Linked DNA regions of Mus musculus: region 1 is linked to region 2. The links are chromatin contacts, called in public HiChIP or PLAC-seq maps. All regions are on one chromosome and are shown on one strand. Each heading gives the region's core, a stretch centred on a gene start, on an enhancer-like site or on the middle of the called end of the contact. The rest is flanking DNA. Distances are from core to core; before and after follow the strand shown. Region 1 overlaps B930018H19Rik (RIKEN cDNA B930018H19 gene). Region 2 overlaps Saraf (store-operated calcium entry-associated regulatory factor).

Region 1 (6,235 bases), core at 2,653-5,152, 450 kb before region 2:
TCAATAAAGACTGTGGCCTTGTTTGCCAACACTCTGGTTTTCTCATCCCGTGACAGACCATCACTGGAAACCAACCATAAGGCCGGTTTTAGTATTACATGAAATAACACATGGCGAAGAACCTGGTCAGAGCCAGGCTCTGGGATCTGTCATCCCTTGGCCCTGCATTTAGAGTCAGACAAACTTGGAGTTCCTGTCTTCTATTTCCATCCTCTGTGACCCATTTGACTTGAGTTTCAGCTTCTCGCTTGAGTCCTACCTCCTCCTGGAGTCTTCTCTAGATGTCTGCCTTAAGAGCCCACATGCACTTTTGGGTTATCTTAGCATCTCAGTAACATAGTCCTGGTGGTCCCTGACCCGAGAATGAACACGCCTCTGTCCACTGGGGACTCTGGGCAAGTTACTTTACATCGAAGAAAGACTCAGTAGAGGATCTTTGAGTACACATTAGAAGAGCTAAGATACTTAGGGTTGTGTGTGTGCACGCAGAAATAAGTGATGGAGGTCAGAAAGGAGTGTCTAGCTTAACTGTGTCAGTAGGGCTGGAACTGGCTTTTGGTATCTGTAGATCCAGCTCCTATAGATTCTACCAACTCTGGGTCAGGCACTATAGAGTTCATACAATGGTAGGATCTGTGCAGACAGGTACACACCTTTATTTTTTGTCATCATCCCCTACGTAATACAGTAAAATAACTATTTTTTATTGGTTATTTTATTTATTTACATTTCAAATGTTGCCCTCCTTCTCCATTTCCCCTCAGCAACCCCCCTATCCCATCCCTCCTCCCCTCTCTATGAAGATGCTCTTCCCCCATTTTCTGCCTCACCATTCTAGCATCCCCCTATGCTGGGGCATCGAGCCTCCATAGGAGCAAACGCCTCCCCTCCCACTGATGCCAGATAAGACCATCCTCTGCTACATATGTAGCTGGAGCCATGGGTCCCTCCGTGTGCTCTCTTTGGTTGGTGGTTTAGTTCCTGGGAGCTTTGAGGTGTCTGGTTGGTTGATATTGTTATTCTTCCTGTGAGGTTGCACATCCCCTTCAGCTTCTTCAGTCCTTACCCTAACTCCTCCATTGGGTTCCCTGGGCTCAGTTCGATGGTTGGCTGTGAGTATCTGCATCTGTTTTTGTCAGATGCTGGCAGAGCCTCTCAGGGGACAGCTGTATGAGGCTCCAGTCAGCAAGCACTTCTTGGCATCAGCAATACTACTGGGGTTTGGTGTCTGCAGGTGGGATGGATCCCTAGGTGGGGCAGTCTCAGAATGGCCTTTCCTTCAGTCTCTGCTCTATTCTTTTTTTTTGTCTCTGCATTTCCTTTAGATAGGAACAATTCTGGGTTAAACTTCTTGACATGGGTGGGTGGACCTATTCTTTAACTGGGGGGGGGGCATACCTATCTACTGGAGATGGTCTCTACAGGTTCTGTCTCCCCAGTATAATAACTATTTACAAAGGATTATTTTGTATTAGGTATTGTGAGTAATCTAGAGATGATTTAAAGTATATGGAGGAAGTGTGTAGGCTCTGTGAAAATGCATGCCATTATATACAAAGGACTAAAACATCTGGGATTTGGGTATCTGTGGGATGTCCTGGAATCAATCTCCCTCCCCCACTTCCACCCTCTATACCAATACCAAGGCACGATTGTATGTCTGCTGGGAACCAGCCTAGTTATAGCAATTCGAGCTGGAGGGATACAGATCTTACAAGCAGTACTAGGATGGTATATTTGGACCTACAGTAAGATGGGTTCTGGAGAGACCTACCGCTGGCCAGTGAGACGGGGGGGGGGGTGTTTAGAGCTCTTTGGGAGAACAGCAAGCCAAGGATCACTCCCAGGGGTGAAAGGCATTCACAGGTGAGGAGATGACCAGACAGCAGAGTCCCCAAGTTCCTCATGTTCGGCAGCTGATTGCCCTGTGAGCAACAGCATATCCACAGGCTGGGGAGGCCCTGTGGAGTCTGTGGCTTCCTGTTCAGTGCAGAGGGCCAGGTGAGAGCAGCACTGGGGAGCTGCAGCTCTGTTACCTGCTGCATCTTGGGCTGCAGTTGCTGGGATATTGAAAAAAAAGGGGAAAAGAGGATTTAATATTTATTAAAGCTTTCGATACTGTCATACTCTGCTCCTCCTGGTCAAGGCTGTGCCCTCACCCCCCGGCTTGCTCTATTTAGGATTGGGATGGTTTGCTACAAATGGGAATTGCAGTAAGAGGTTGACTCCAGCTTGTTTTGAGAAACACTAATAGCAATAACACATGGCCTGCAAGTGTGTAAAGAGAGTTTTCAGTCAAAATGCTAAACGCTAAAGCTAAGGAGATAGCTATGTGTGTCGATTAGTCAGCTCGGCCACATTTGCATGTGGCTTCTAAAAGGAATCCACACCTCTTTGAGTTATTAAACCCAGTCACACTGACATCAGAAATAATGATGAGGATTTCACAGATGTTTGAAAAATGCCAAGAATGTTGTTTGATTTCGTCTTTTCTCCTTACTCCTTTCCTGACTTTTTTTTTTCCTTTTCCTTTCTGAATGTTAACTGCATATAGGTGCTATAGCCACACTTCCAGAAAAGTCACAGGGCTTTGATGCTGCCTTGCTCCCTTGCTAGCCATGGAGCTTGCTATGACACGTGCCCGAGCCCTCTAGCTAGTGTCTGTCAGCACACAGTCTTGGCTCCTGGCTTAGAGAGGACTCATGGTTGAGCCATGGAGAATGGCAGTTCCTACTTGGCGGTGGCAAGGATGTGCTCCAAGGACTGCCAGCTGCTTGACATGTCCATCCAGCCGTAAAGCAAATGCCCGACACTGTCCTTAGTACAAAGCGTTTCCTCTTGCCCCACAAAGTAATCCCAGCTGAGTTCCCTTTTCTGCAGACCCTTTAAATGCGATTGGCAGGGAGAAAGCTACGGCCCTGAGACCATGTCCTTTGCCTTTAATGCTATTATCACGTACATGAGCACTGCCAGCTCCATTTCACTCCATGCCCCATGCTCCTGGCACACTGAGGACTTTAGTGTGATCTGCTGGGCTGAAGTGGCTCTTATGTGGTTGGCAGGATCCTTCCGGCTACTACAAAGGCTGCCAATGCCCCTGGCTGTGGCTTGAGATACCCTTTTGTTCCTAGGTACTTGGCCCGGAAAAACAGTTGTGTTTTCAACGGCTTATCATGTACAATGTGTTCTCATCTCTCTATAACCTGAGAAGTCATGGCGATCTCCCTTGCCTGAAGCTGTCCTTTCTAGTAGTGCCTGTATGGGGCTCACAGGGTGGGGTGGGGGGCACCATCAACAAACAGCTTCAGTGGATGGACAAGTACAGCAATTCTCTGGGCCATTTTAAAGATCCAGTGGGCCTCTGGTGAGGCTCAATGGTGAACTTTCTAGTGTGTGTGAGGCCCTGTATTCAACCCCCAACGCTTCCCTAAATAAACAATAAGCAGTCCGTGTCGCTAAATCTTATTACATAGAAGTTGCATTGAAACTGTAAGTCACAGACTAGAGACCTTTTTTGCTGGTCCATCCTAGAGATGATTGTTTGAAGGTTGGATGGAACAGAACCATGGGGCAGAGCACTGGTGGTGGGGAAAAATTTGGAGGCACTGTTAAGCTGTCAGCTCTTTAGAGTGGCTGCTGCATGCAGGTATTGAACCTTACGCGACTATGACACTTTAGACAGACTCTTTCACTCCATCTGCATGACAGGCACAGAAGGCAGAAACGTTGCTTTACCTCAATGGTGAGGATGTTGAGGACACCTGCTTGTGGTTGTATAGCTAGCAGATGGTAGAGCCAAAGTTAGAAGTTACATAAAGTCCCCACAGTTCCCGTCATCCAATGCGGGCCAGCCACTTGGGCTCAGGAAGAGATCAGGATGAGTCAGGCCCTCTGGGACTCCTGACTGTGAAGTCTTTGGGGGAATGATCTGAGTCATGAGGATCACAGGATGCCTTCCTTACCTTTGGGAACCATCAAACATTTGCAGAATAACTTTCCACCCCCTCTTTCATTTGTCTCTGACTCAAACTCGCCCAGTGATTCTCAGCCTGTCTCTAACGAGAAGCATCTCTCTGAGGAGACGAAGATTAGTCTAGAACCCAGGGCATCTGATTGCTGATCTGCACCTCTCATCTGTTTATCAGAGAAAATAGCATTGTCATTAAGCATTGTGCAGAATACTTGCTGGAAGCTCCCGAGTTAACAATGTTATATGACTGATTTACATTTGTGTGTCCAGTATACAGAACAGCAAGGGTCTTGTTGCAGAGATAATCCATAGCTTTGGACCAAGGTATGTTGGTATTTGTAATTTATCTATGAATCAATGAGCCCCACTGTCCTGGCTTCAGAGTCTTTTTTTTTTCTTTTTAAATTGAAAATAACATATTTTTTATACAATATATTCTGATCGTGGCTTCCTCTCCCCCTTATTCCTCCCAGATCCTCCCCACCTCCCCACCCACTCAACTCTTTGCCTTCCCTCTGGCTCTTCAGAGTGATTCTTAATGGCTCATCTTCCTCCTCCTTCTCCCCTCTTCCTCCCACTTCCTATTGTGTAGCTGTTAAGAATTAGAATCGTTTGAAATGCTTCTGAGGTAGGAGCCTCTTTGTCAAAGACAATCTCAGGCAGACTGCTGATATGGCAGGCGGTTTTGAGCAAATTACACAGCAGGTAGTTTATGCCATCAGCAGCTAATGTAAAAGAATCTAGTCTTTTCCTCCTGTGCCTGGATTCTCCTTCAGTTGCCCAGGGTATGCATGAAGAAGTTCACTCTGTGAAACTGCTGAATTGACCAGAAGGTTGCTGTGGTGGTTTGAATATGCTTGGCCCTCTTAGGAGGTGTGGCCTTGTTAGAGGAAGTGCATCACTGTGGGTGTGGGCTTTGAGATCCTATGCTAAAGCTTTACCCAGAATGGAAGAGACCCTCCTCCTGGCTGCCTGCAGAAGACAGTCTCCTCTTGTTCAGATCAAGATGTAGAACTCTTGCCTCCTCCAGTACCATATCTGTCTGCACACTACTGTGCTTCCTGCCATGATGATAATGGACTGAACCTCTGAAACTCTAAGCCAGCCCCAATTAAGTGTTCTCCTTTATAAGAGTTTCCTTGGTCATGGTGTCTCTTTACAGCAACGCAAACCCACCTAAGACATTTGCTTATTCTCCAACCTTATGCCAAGTGAGAAGGGATAAGAAAAGAACAGGGAAAGGAAGAATGGAGACACATGAATGAGAAGAGTGGGGGCCATACTGAGCCAGCACTCAGGGCAGGATTCTAAGATGTCCACAGTAGAAGCCACTCTAGCAAGTTTAAGCACTCAAATCTATGAAGAGTGTGTATAGCTAAGAGGGTAGTAAGGAAGGTTGGTGAGCATGCTTTAGACTAGACAGAGTTCCTAGGAAGGATTTCCAAAGCCATATAGCAGCACTGAGTGGCTGAGGGGGCTGGCCCCACCCCCATAGTGAAACAGTGACTGTGACACAATCATACTGCTTTTGGTGGATCTAGTGCTTTTAGATCAGGAAACCAATCAGAACATTATCACTGTACTGAGGGTGTAGAACCATGCCTCTATCTCCCCTGGTCCACATCACAAAAATGGGTGCCTTGCACTCTGTCTTGCTCCCACATAACTCAATTCATAACTAAATTCTGATACAAGTGCAGTTGAATGATGGATACTGAATAATTCACCTTAAATGGCACCTCACAGAAAGCTGGGCTGGTCCCTAACACAGCAGTGGTCAGAGGTGGGGTTTTGTGACTAGATTATGAGGTCACTGGCTTATGAATAGATTAATCTGTTGTATAGATTTATAGTCACCAGGCTGCTCTGTCCCCTCACACTCTCCTGAGCATGGAGTTGGGAGGTGGGAGGGTCAGCAGCTCAAACTTCTGAACCGGCAAGGCAGAATAAATCTCTCTTCCTTACGTTATGTCTCTCAGGCATTTGTGACAGTGATGCTAAGTCTGGCCCACTCCTCTTACTTCCAATTTCTTTGCTCTCAGTTATTACTTTTGCATTGGATAAAGTTCTTACCCAGTAAGTGTAGTAGTGAATCTTCATTGTCAACTGGATGTAGTATCACCTAGGCAACATGCCTGTGGGCATTTCTGTAAGTGTTTCCAGAGAGAGCTAAATGTGGGTGGTACCAACACATGGACTGGGGTGGGGGTGGGGGGTACTTGACAGACTAAAAAGGGTAAAGGACAAAGTATGGGCACCGTTTAT
Region 2 (5,808 bases), core at 3,073-5,572:
TCACCTACCCAGCACACTGCCAACTGCCCCTTCCCCAACCGCTGCGGCCTCCTCTGCCTTCCTACTTGCTCTCTATCACTTAGGACAGCATAGGAAAGAAGACAGTGAGGGAAAATAATAGCCATAATACTAATCAAAGCAAACCAAAGCCCTGTTCCTTCCCCTCTATGCAAAAATAAAAGATCCTATTTAATGGGTGAGATCACCATCACTTGTTTCCCTTGCAAAGCTAGATTCAAACTCAGCAAAGCAGAGGCATCCAATGAAGCTAAGGGCAAATGAGACTAGCACAAAACTTACCTGTTGCTGCCAAACAAATACCCAAGCAGTCCTCCAGCTCCCAGGCCAGACCAGAACCCCGGCCCTGAACTGCCATAGCCTTGGCCTCCAAAAGCACTCCCGAAGCCAGAGCTTGCACCATAGCCAGTATTCTGTGGTCCTTAAAATAGAAAGCACATTATTAGATGAAGCTTCGTACACACATGACGTTTCGTTATTTCATCTATTTCACTATTTCATCTACAGTACTATTTACTAATGTTCAGCCCTTAACACATGAACAAGCTGAATCTAAAAGGGGTACTTATAAAATATTGGCTTATGTCCCAAGAACACAATTCCCACAGGCAGAAGGAGGGAAGGAGGGAGGGAGGGCTTTTTAGGACCTGCAAGGACAGTCTTCCTATGGGATTATCTCCCTTACTCAGGATCAGCTTCTATAAGATGTAACGGCCCTTTCAGAGTCTTCCTTCCTAAGCTGTGAAGCTCTGTAAGAACTCCACGTGAGAACTGTACCCAAGTCTCTGATGGAAAAGGCAGCCTGACATTTATCAATTATGGTGTCAAGACTACAGACATCATGTTCCACCTGGAGGACACAGTGAACACCTAGGAAACTGTGCTAACTTTATAAATATCTACAAAACAGCAAGCTTGTCTTATGTCCTCCATGTAGCCACCCTCACATCAATGTCATGTTAGCCCCTCAGACAGCTGTGACAATGCCTAATAGATAAGCCCTGTATGTTATGAGATAAATAGTACTCAGCCTTCCTATGCTTTAATCCTGTCCATTCAGTGGCCATGCATGCGCGGTACCCACAGAAGTCAGAAGAGGGCTGGATACTCCTGAGACTAGGTTGTTTTCATTGTGAGCTGCCACGTGAGTGTCAGAAATTGAACCTAGGTCCTCTGTGAGAGCAGGAAGTGCTCTTAACCACCGAGCCAACTCTCCAAGGCCCTGGGTATCCTCTTACTATAAAATGGCTCTTTGAACCCTCTGCCCAATTTTATTTACTTGAGGGTATACACAGCAGCACAGCATGTGAGTACAGAGGTCAGATAACAACTTGTGAATGTCAGTTCTCTCCTTCTACCGCCTGGTCTTGAAGATCAAATTCAGGTCACCAGGCTTGCAGGCAAGCTCCTCAGTCACTGAGCCATTTAGCTGGCCCTCTCTGCCCTGTTTAAAGAGTTTGTCTTTTCTCAGATAGATAGATGTCTTTATATAGTCCAGACATGAGTCTTCTGTCAGCAGTGTGTTTTGTAAATCTTGTCTTTTTGTTTGTGAGCCTTGCTCCATCTCTCCAGTCCATACTTTACAATGTCTTTACCCAAACCTGTGGCCTGGCCTCTTCATTTCTTAGGACTCTTTTCTGATAAACAGATATTCTCAAACTAAGTAAAGTCTAGTTTACCTGTCTTTCCTTTAACAGCTAGTACTTTTTTGCTACTGAAGAAATCTTTATCTAACTAGGTATAGTGGCACACGCCTTTAATTCCAGGACTTGGGAGGCAGAAGTAGACAGACTTTTGTGAGATTGCCAGCCTGGTCTACAGATACAGCCTAGTCAAGTTCCAAGACAGCTAGGGCTACAGAGTGAGACCCTGTCTCAAACACACACACACAAGAAAACTTTACCTATATTCCTCTATTTTATTCAAGTTCTTTTCCTTTTTATAGGAAGTTATATAACATTTAATGAATTTATTTTGTGTATAGTATGAAGTAGAAGTCAAAATAATGCCTGTTAACAAATCTTTGCAGCTAAAATGATGACCTACAATTTACCAGGCATCCTTAGTAACAGTGACCATAACACACTCTTAGAACCAGTGACCTGTGTTCGGCAGAGTGCAACCCTGACAATTTTGAGTTCAATCCCCACCTAAAACCCAAATAAAGATGGAAGGACTTGGTTATCCCCTGACGATCTCCACATCAGCACCACACACATCCACACACCCCACACACATATAATGCACATACATAATCTTTATTCTTAAATGTTTCTTTAGAAAAGGAATGGCTGGAGAGTCAGCTCAGTGACTGAGAGCACCCTGCTCTCAAAGAGGACCCATGTGTGGCTTCTAGGACCCACATGAGACGGCTAAAGGAAACCACCTGGAACTCCAGTCCCAGGGGCCTGATATTGACTTCTGCCCTCCATGGGCACCCACACACAGATGGAGACACATTTTTTTTTAATCTTTTTTGGAAAAAAGAACAGATTTTTTAAAAATTCAGTAGGTCAGCAATGTTAACCTCCTCTTCAAACCAGGCACGTGACTGGCCAGCTCCCACACACCCATGGACCCGCTGAGCAGGGAAACATACCTGTGAACTCCGACTTAAAGCCCGGAGGAGGCGCCCCTGCGGCACTGGCAAACCTCTGAGAGTGCTCTGAGTATGGCGGGTGCTCAGAATACGGCGGAGGCGACCCCTGGCCATCGCTGAGGAACAGCTTGTAAACCGCAAAGGCGAGAACAAACAGTACTGCAATGGTAATAAAGCCACAGGAATCTGAGGAGTACAGCTTGTGATAATAATCAGAGAAGCCCTGGTGCTTTCCAGACTCCTTCAGTTTCTTCAGGCCCAGCTCTGTGTAATCTAAGTTGTACTCCAAGCCGCAGGAACCCCTGAGGACATACTGGTCTTCAGAGGACTCGTAGCCTTCACAGCTCACCACAGTTTTGCCAAATTTGTATGCAATATCCAAGTCGGTCTTACATTCCCACTGTGAAAGAGAGAGCGTCAACGTCAGAGACTAGGTCTACTGGGTGCTTCTTAGACTGCTGGCGGGCGGGTACACGAGCACTCACTCTGTCGCTTTTCCTTATTCCCCAGATGGCACATTGCACATCCTTCTGTACGTGTTGTAGGGGTCGGGGGAGGTAATTGTTTTTGTTTTGTTTTGTTTTTAGAGTCAAGGTTTCTCTGTGTAGCCCTGGCTGTCCTGGACTTACTTTGTAGACAAGGCTGGCCTTGAACTCACAGAGATTAAAGGTCTGCACCAACACAGCCAGCAGATGTAGTAATCTGAATAGATTTGGCCCCTATAGACTCATGAATTTGAATGCCTGGCCCATAGTGAGTGGCACTAGTAGGAGGTTTGGCCTTGTTAGAGGAAGTGTGTCACTGTGGGGGTGGACTTTGAGGTCTCCTATGCTCAAGCTATGCCCAGTGTGGCACACAGACTCTGCTGCCTACAGATAAAGATGTAGAGCTCTCAGCTCCTCCCACACCAAGTCTGCCTATATCCTGCCGTGCATCCCACCATAATACTGACTAAACCACTGAAACTGTAAGCCAGCCCCAAATTAGATGTTTTCCTTTATAAGAGTTGCCATGGTTATGGTGTCTCTTTACAGCAACTAAGACAACACATGTCAGTTATTCCACAATTTATAAAACAAAGGCAAATCTTCAAACTATCACCTGATTGCCACTGTTGTCATAGGTACATCCTGTACAGCTAGATGGTTTAGATGTTAATCATTAAAGAATCAGTATCAGGGAAGAACCCCCTAACTGGTTATCTAATACCACCTGGTCAGTTCTAAGAATACACATGCTTGCAAAAGTGAAGGGACTCAGCACATTGTATTTAAATATTAATTATGTATATTGTATATTATTGTATATATACAGTAATAACAACTAAAGGGGAAAAGGCCGTGAATTCAAGGGGAGTGTGTGAGAGGACTTAGAAAAAGGAACGGGAAATGATGTGAACACAGTGAAATGGTTGTTAAACAAGCGTCAGATAAATAAGAGCTAATGATTTCTGCAAAGCAAAACTTCCCATGCACGTTTTCTAAAAGCATGGACTGACTTTACAGGGGCTAATCCCACATAATCTTCTTTAACTTTTTTAAAACAATATTTATAAAACTCCAAAAAGAGTCCATGATGCTTACATTTTACAGGGGGTGGGGGGGTGGGGGGAGAAGAGACCTAGAGAAAACAGGGTTTCAGCCAGAGATGACTGCCCAAAGGCTCAAGTCCAAGGCCAGCTGAGGCTGCACACCATGTTTCAGGCCAGCCAGGGAACACAGAAATATCTCTCATCAAAACAACAAAACTCAGACTGGAGTGTAAGGCAGGCAGGGGCTGAGCATGTACAACATCCATGTACAACAGCACCATCAAAAACTAAGTAGACAGATAAGATGTTTTCCTCCCAAGGTTTAGAGGTACAAGCCAGGCCAGTGTAACCGGTTCTGTTGGTTGTGTTTTGTTCAAATTCTCTTTCAAGTTCAGGTGCACTGTTTTACTGTTTATAATAAATAGCTAGGCTGAGGTGTAATTCGACAATCCCCAAAGAAACCTCAGCCCGTGCACAGCTGCCACTTCCCCTTCCTGGCCCCCACCCTGTCTGCTTTACCTCCCCCTACTTAGCCATTTCCTGTGAGGAGACTCCAAGGAGTCTGTAACTGCTGTCTTCCTTCAGCAGAGCATTTTCAAAGCCCACCCGTGTTACAGTATCAAGCAGCACCTTGTCCTTCCTAATGACTTAAACAACACTCTACCTTAGGAATGGACTACACTGTATGACTCATTCCCAAAGGACATTCCAGCTGTCTCTAGGTTTTAGCTATTTGAATATTCCTGCAAATATCTTTATAGATTTGGGGAAGAAATGTGTCTTTAGTTCTCTTGAATACATAGGAGTATATGTATGTATAGGAGAGGCATAATTAGGGCATCTTTCTTTTTGTTTTCTCTCTCTCTCTTCCTCCCTCCCTCCCTCTCTCTCCCTCTCCTCTCTCTCCCCCCTCTCTCCCCTCTCTCTCCCCTCTCTTTTCTTTTCTCTCTCTCTCCCTCTCTCTCCCTCTCCTCTCTCTCCCCTCTCTCTCTCCCTCTCTCTCCCCTTTCTCCCCTCTCTCTCCCTCTCTCCCCTCTTTTCTCTCTCTCTCCCTCTCTCTCCCTCTCCTCTCTCTCCCCTCTCTCTCTCCCTCTCTCTCCTCTCTCTCCCCCTCTCTCTCCCTCTCTTCTCTTCCCTCTCCTCTCCCCTCCCCTCCCCTCCCCTCCCCTCCCCTCCCCTCTCTCTCTCTCTCTCTCTCTCTCTCTCTCTCTCTCGCTCATTTTGGAGGCTTTTAAGACAGGATCTCACTATGAACCTCTGGCTGTCCTGGAACTCACTCTGTAGACCAGGCTGGCCTCCAACTCAGAAATCCACCTGCCTCAGCCTCCTGAGCACTGGGATTAAAGGCGTGGGCCACCAAACCCAGCTTTGGGGCATCTTTCTTGATGATTTCTTTCAAGCCCAAATGTTTTTTATTTACATAATATGCTATTTTTCTTTTTGTTGCTGTATGCCTCTAATCCCAAGACTTGGGAAGAAGCCGCAAGGAAATCACTATGAGTTTGAGGTCAGCCTGGTCCACACAGCCAGTTCCAGGCCACCAGGCCTACAGAGTGAGACTCTGCTTAACCTCCATCTTGGAGGGAAGCTCGTTAATACACAGGCTTAAGTTCCAACTACAGGAGACACATTCCATCCTGCAGAAAAGCTCGCTAAGCTC

The links. HiChIP or PLAC-seq counts read pairs in DNA pulled down with a chosen protein or histone mark.
Region 1: a contact with region 2 is called in an H3K27ac HiChIP or PLAC-seq map of double positive thymocytes, with 5 times the contacts expected there. The contact joins two enhancer-like sites. A contact is called at or near these places in 6 of 39 promoter capture datasets (3T3-L1-derived adipocytes, the C10 cell line, embryonic stem cells and 2 more), 4 of 484 Hi-C or Micro-C datasets (bone marrow-derived macrophages, double positive thymocytes, embryonic stem cells and 1 more), 8 of 115 datasets of contacts at active chromatin or transcription factors (astrocytes, bone marrow-derived macrophages, double positive thymocytes and 5 more) and 3 of 9 other capture datasets (adipose tissue, liver and pancreatic islet).

Annotation. Positions count from the first base shown.
Region 1 is chr8:34,610,913-34,617,147 of GRCm38.p6, reverse strand. The region is part of intron 2 of B930018H19Rik (RIKEN cDNA B930018H19 gene); the gene reads left to right. The region is part of intron 2 of Gm34096 (a long non-coding RNA gene); the gene reads right to left. Among named protein-coding and RNA genes, the nearest start is that of Gm34096, 7.3 kb to the right of the region's middle. Within about 2 kb of position 3,902, at least 44 of the 459 cell types and tissues checked have an H3K27ac peak or open chromatin away from gene starts, as enhancers often do. A contact at or near this core is called in double positive thymocytes, where this site is marked.
Region 2 is chr8:34,162,350-34,168,157 of GRCm38.p6, reverse strand. Saraf (store-operated calcium entry-associated regulatory factor) reads right to left here. Exons shown (of 6, transcript NM_026432.4): 3 at 2,618-3,017; 4 at 301-439. Mir6395 (microRNA 6395) reads left to right here and starts at 1,446; the gene lies at 1,446-1,536. Within about 2 kb of position 4,322, at least 67 of the 459 cell types and tissues checked have an H3K27ac peak or open chromatin away from gene starts, as enhancers often do. A contact at or near this core is called in double positive thymocytes, where this site is marked.